2 separate regions of the Sus scrofa genome follow, and region 2 is linked to region 1. A link is a contact called in public HiChIP or PLAC-seq data. All regions are on one chromosome and are shown on one strand. Each heading gives the region's core, a stretch centred on a gene start, on an enhancer-like site or on the middle of the called end of the contact. The rest is flanking DNA. Distances are from core to core; before and after follow the strand shown.

The links. HiChIP or PLAC-seq counts read pairs in DNA pulled down with a chosen protein or histone mark.
Region 2: a contact with region 1 is called in an H3K27ac HiChIP or PLAC-seq map of skeletal muscle. The contact joins two enhancer-like sites. A contact is called at or near these places in 2 of 2 datasets of contacts at active chromatin or transcription factors (alveolar macrophages and skeletal muscle).

What each region holds. Positions count from the first base shown.
Region 1 is chr14:133,478,412-133,481,242 of Sscrofa11.1, forward strand. The region is part of intron 5 of CHST15 (carbohydrate sulfotransferase 15); the gene reads right to left. Among named protein-coding and RNA genes, the nearest start is that of CHST15, 65 kb to the right of the region's middle. Within about 2 kb of position 1,495, at least 4 of the 83 cell types and tissues checked have an H3K27ac peak or open chromatin away from gene starts, as enhancers often do. A contact at or near this core is called in skeletal muscle, where this site is marked.
Region 2 is chr14:133,763,703-133,766,533 of Sscrofa11.1, forward strand. No RefSeq gene overlaps it. Among named protein-coding and RNA genes, the nearest start is that of OAT, 60 kb to the right of the region's middle. Within about 2 kb of position 1,384, at least 20 of the 83 cell types and tissues checked have an H3K27ac peak or open chromatin away from gene starts, as enhancers often do. A contact at or near this core is called in skeletal muscle, where this site is marked.

The DNA of each region.
Region 1 (2,831 bases), core at 245-2,744:
GGGAAGGGGAGCGCGAGTGGATGTGGGGGGAGCCCCCTCAACCTGGTGCCTCTGGAAGGGCGCATGTCTCTTCCCACGGGGCCACAGGAGTGGCCATCGGTGACCTTGAAGGTCTCAAAGAGTAAGTCTGGAAGGTCATCCCAAGATCACAACTGAATTCACTCAACAGCCCCGGGGCACTGCTCTGAGCCCAGGAGAGCAGAGGTGATTATCACAAAAACAGGTGGCCTCCCTGAGCCAGGCTCACCTCAAGGTTGCCCAGGGTCAGCCCCCAGAATCCTCTTGGTGTCCGCCGCCAACAAGGCTGCTCATGGCTACTGAGGGCTGCCCTCACCAGGCCCTCTGCTCCATGTGGCATGTATATTTTCCTCCTGTGCTCCCATCCAGCCTTCGAGATGCACCTGTCTTACAGAGCTTCTCAAGGTCACGTGGCCAGAAGGCCCCAAGCTAGCCCAGGCCTGCCTGACCCAAAGCCCACAGACCCAACGGGACGTGGTCCCTGGCTTCAGAGTTTAGGAGTGGAGCCAGATCAGCAGCAGAACAGAGTGGGTCACTATTCTGGGTCACTAGCCATGTGAGCTGATGGTTTGGGGGTTTTGTTTAGAATTTTTTTTTAAATTGTTTTAAGTGCAGATGAGTGATTTGAAGGCATTACGTCAGCTCTGTTACAGAACTACATAAGTTACAGGAGACTGGAAAGCACGTACACACGTAATAGAGCAGGAAACATTCAGGACGAACAGGGGAGCAGCCCCGGCACAATCAGGAAACCCACACGTGTGTGCACGGAGCACCACGCCGGGCGTCTGCACACCACAGCAACAATGAACGGGTGTTCAGACATCTGTCATAATTCAGTCCTCACTTCCTGAGCTTCGACACTTGGAGAAGCTAAAATTCCTTGGTCATTGCAAGTAGCTCATTCAATTTTACCAGTTTACCTCTGCAGCGATGCTGGGCTTATTGATCTGATTGGCCTTCCCTCCAGGTGGGGGGAACCCTGCGGGTTTTACCCCAAAGGTCACCAGTTCGGAGAGACCACCCCTCATGGTTGGTTTCTCTTTTTGTCATATTTTTGTTCATACCATTTTAAAAACGAAATATAATCCACACACCGTAAAATTCACCCTTTTAAAAATCCGCAATTCAGTAGCTGTTAGTATATGCGTGACCTTACACGGCCACCAGCACCATCTAATTCCAGGACATTTTCAGCACCCCAGAGGGACTGTTGGCTTTAACCTGTCAGTCCCCAGAGGGGCCACTGTCAGCAGTTGCTAAGATCCCCAAGCCCAAAAGGCCCAAGGAAGCCTGAGCCTCAGTGTCAGGGCCGCGTGGCCAAGTGCAGGCTGTCGGAGGCCTGGAGCTGCGCCGTCTCCTGCCACGTACTGCCCACCCAGCAGACCTCTCAGAGAGCCATGTGTGGAGGAAAGCCCTGGGGCAGATGCCGAGGCTGGGGACAGAGGCTGAGGCTGGGGGCAGACGCCAAAGCTGGGGACGGCTGGGAGCAGCTGACAGCTCCTGGACCAGCTCACCCCAGGCCATGCTGGCCCCGGCTCCCTGTGCTCCCAGATTGCCCCCAGCTGGTGCTGTGAACAAATGGTCATCTTTCCTCACCAGCAGCTCCCAAAGTGGACACACCATCTTCCAGTCCACCGCCCATGAGAGCACAGGGCCCTGCGGCCTCCAGAGGGTCGAGCACACACGATACCAGAGCGACAGCTAGAGAGCCCTCGTTACTCTCCATCTGCTGGCATCCAGATCCAAAGCACTGGTCAATAACCCCCACCCTCTGATACAACGCCATCAATAATGATTATAGATATTTTTTCCTACAAGAAAAAAGTCATTTCATGTAGCTGGGAAGGAGGCCCTTTCATCCAATGACTCACAAACCGTGAACATCTCGTCACAAGGGACAGTGAAGCAGGACCAGCTAATTTGGAGGAAACGTCAGCGTCACCTCAGACTGTACCTGTAGGTGACACTGATGAGGCTCATTTTCTGCCAGAAAAGAACATCCAGGTTTGGGCCTAAAAAGGTCAATGTGGCTGCCAAGCTTTGGGTTCCCCGGGGGCCACCTGGGCCGTGTCTTCTCCTCCGCTTGAGCACAAGCAGGATTCTGGGCCCACCTCTGTTTCTTCCTGAGCATCTGCTCTCGGGCCTTGGCGGACATCCAGGGGTGGTGGCAATGCCAAATACACCCTCCATTCTCAAGCCCCGTGTGGCTTACAAAGCACTGTCACATGATCCCGGTACCCGGCGTCTCTACAGGTGAAAAAGGTGCACAGAGGATGGGCTGCCACTGGGTGAGGCCGCAGCAAAGCCAGGCCTGCTTCCCGCCGTGGGGGTCTTACTGCAGAGTGACGGCCACCAGTCCCCTGGCTGACCAGTGCGTGATAACCCGCCCTCGATAATCAGCCCCAACTCTCCGTACCAGGTTCCCCAACTCCACCTGGAGGCCCAGCCTCGGCGCCCGGTGCCCCCACCACCTCTGCAGCCGCTGGCTCTTCTTCCCAGCCTTCCTTGCCCCACAGACCCGCCCTTTGCAAACAATCCATGTGGGAATGCTCGGGCCAGCCAGTGGCTTTGTAAACACTTCTCCCCAAAATAAACAGTGGTAAACACAGGGGAGTCTTCAGCACGATGGTTTTTCTCCCACCAGTAACGAGATGTGGGCCCTCCCTAGGTGGTCACTCCTGAACGGTCTTCAGAGACACCCGCAGACAGGCCCGCATGCCCTGGCCAGGGCTTGGCCAGCTCCCCCTTTCTGCCCTGGGCAGCTCACAGTGCAGCCCTATAAAGTGACCTCGTGCAAATTTGGGGGCCCA
Region 2 (2,831 bases), core at 134-2,633, 290 kb after region 1:
CCTGTGAATGCAGGACCGTACTCACCTGTCACCCCTCACTCACAGCCAAGATGATCAGTGCCCTTCACTGCTGACTCTGGTTTCCACGAAGGCTAGAAATGTGCGGACCGAGAAGAATTCGCCCACCAGGGCACCAACCACTGAAATCATGTAGCTAAATATTAATTGATGTTCATGAAGTGCCTTCGCATCCAGCTGGAATGGAGCAGGGATACCCCACAAACTCTGTGAGGCGGATGCACCCAGAGAATGTGTTCACCAAGCCGTAGGGGACCAGGGGACACCCACATCCCTCCCCCATCACTCAGGGCCTCCATGGCTTCAGGCTGATCTCAGGTTACGGAACGTGGTTAAGCCTGAACCTGGGGCGAGGTCACCACGCCTCATCCAGCACTGAGGGCTCTTTATCACATTTTGTCTCCTGAGGGCACAGAGGTAGGTGGCTGGGGAAACTGAGGCAGCCTCTACGGCATCGCTCTGGGGGATCGGAAACCCCCAAGATGTGGCCCAAGGAAGGCAGCTCGCCCTGGACCAGAGATGATGGAGATGCCAAAATGCTCACCAGCTTCAAAGCCTGGCCTCAAAAGTGGACTCAGAGCAGGGGCGTCACCTACAAAAGCGCTGGAGGTGCCCTGCCCAGAACACTAGAGGGTCAGCACAGCACCAAGGGCCTGCACGGTCTCCTCCCGCACACACCCCCTCCCTCCACCGCACCCCCCAAGCGGCCTCATCCCAAAGTGTAAGTCAGAGAGCAAAGGCCCAGGGAACTCGTGAAGGCCACGCGTCCGCGTGCTGCCGTGAGAGGTGGCCGTTATCAGCAGGAAAATGATCTGCTTCCTACACGGTGACCTAGAATTAGGAGGAAGAAGCCAAGGCAGGACCAAGCGCTGGCCCCACCAGGACCCTGGTGGACCCAGGCATTAAGGGGAGTTCCGCTGAGGCTCAGCTGGTTAAGAACCCGACTAGTATCCACGAGGATGGGGGTTCAATCCCTGGCGTTTGATCAGTGGGTTAAGGATCCAGCGTTGCGGCCAGCTGCACAGCGTAGGTTGCAGATACAGCTCAGATCTGGCGTGGCTGTGGGGTAGGCCGGCAGCTGCAGCTCCGATTGGATCTCTAGCCTGGGAACATTCATATGCTGCCAGTGCGGCCACACAAAGCAGAAAAAATAAAATAAAAATAAAAAAGACATCAAGAAAGTTGGCCCAGAGGACAGGCATGTCAGGGGCCCTCCGAGGTGAGCTGTCCCTGGCCAGGTTGGCTACTGATGGAGAACGAGAAAAAATTGAGACCGTCCAGCAGCCAGGCTTAGCCTCTGGCTGGAACCCACAGGCCTGCCAGAGCTTGCAGGCCTGACTCAGGGGCGTCACCACGTCCAAGGTCACAGGGTCACCACATCCCAGCGTTACTAAGTCACAGCCTTACCACTGGTGCCTCTGGAGGGTTTTCTGGGTCCAGGCCATGGCAGCCGAGAAAATATTTTCCGCAAAGCCATGCCCAGTGACCCACCAGAATCCCCCCGCCCACATAAACATCCCTGGATCCCCGCAGCCCGTCAGCAGGAAAGGTTCATGTGCTTCCCTTAGGGCTTCAACTCTAAACGGTGCCCAGAAATTTTTATAGATCTATTTTTAAAATCAACTCTGGGAGAATTTCCTCATCAGCAGCTGTGGAAGCACAGCCGGGTCCAGGAGCAGGACGACCTGGCCAACCTCCAGCCCCTCCGCCTTCGTCAAACCGTCCCCCTGGGCAGAACACATGTCCCCCCACGCACCACCTCTGCCCGCAGAGGTCATTTCCTGGCAACCAAGACAGCCAACAAGGCTTATCCTTTGCCCCCAAGGAAGCCTTCAGAGCCAGCTGCTTTCATCCAACCCCCCATAAGTATGCTCAGCCAGGGGCAGGCTTCCAGCAGAAGCACCAGCCCGAAGGTGAGCACGGCATACTTTAAAATCCCAATCCGGGAGTTCCCAGTAATGAACCCGACTGGTATCCACGAGGATGTGGGTTCGATCCCTGGCCTCACGCAGAGGGTTAAGGATCCAGTGTTACCGGGAGCTGGGGTATAGGTTGCAGACACGGCTCAGATCCTGCGTGGCTATGGCTGTGGTGTAGGCCAGCAGCTACAGCTCCGATTCGACCCCTGGCCTGGGAACTTCCATAGGCCGTGAGTGTGGTCCTAAAAAAAGTAAAAATAAACAAATGAAATAAAATGCCAACACCACCTACTTCCAGGGCCCTTGAGGCCCAAAGAAATAGTTTCTCTGTCTGAGTTTCCAGGTCCCCAGGGGTCAGGGAGCATGAGAAGGACAGCTCTTGGTGCCAGGCCTGTGACATCATTTCCCCTCCGCATCTGGCTCTGTCACTGTGGAGAAGTTACTTCCCTTCTCTGAGCCTCAGCACCCTCCTCAAAATGAAGGGATAGCACTGACCCCTCTAGCAAGTTCAGCCCAGCCTCCCGAAGCTTGGAGACACGGCTCGGGCCACACCCTGTCCTGGGCCAGGCTCAGCAGGCCTACGGCAAACATTGGCTCCTGACCCCGCAGCCCCCGGCCTGAAGCCTCAGCACCAGAGGAAGGCTGGAGAAAACGGTGCTCTTTTTTTTTCTTTTTTCTTTTTAGGGCCGCACCTGCAGCCTGCGGACCCAGGCTAGGGGTCGAATTGCAGCTGTATCCACCAGCTTACGCCATAGACAAAGCAACACCAGATCCGAGCCCCATCTGCAATCTACTCCGTGGCTTGTGGCCATGCTGGAGCCTTAACCCACTGAGCAAGCCAGGGATCGAACCCCCATCCTCATGGACACTAGTTGGGTTCTTAACCTGCTGAGC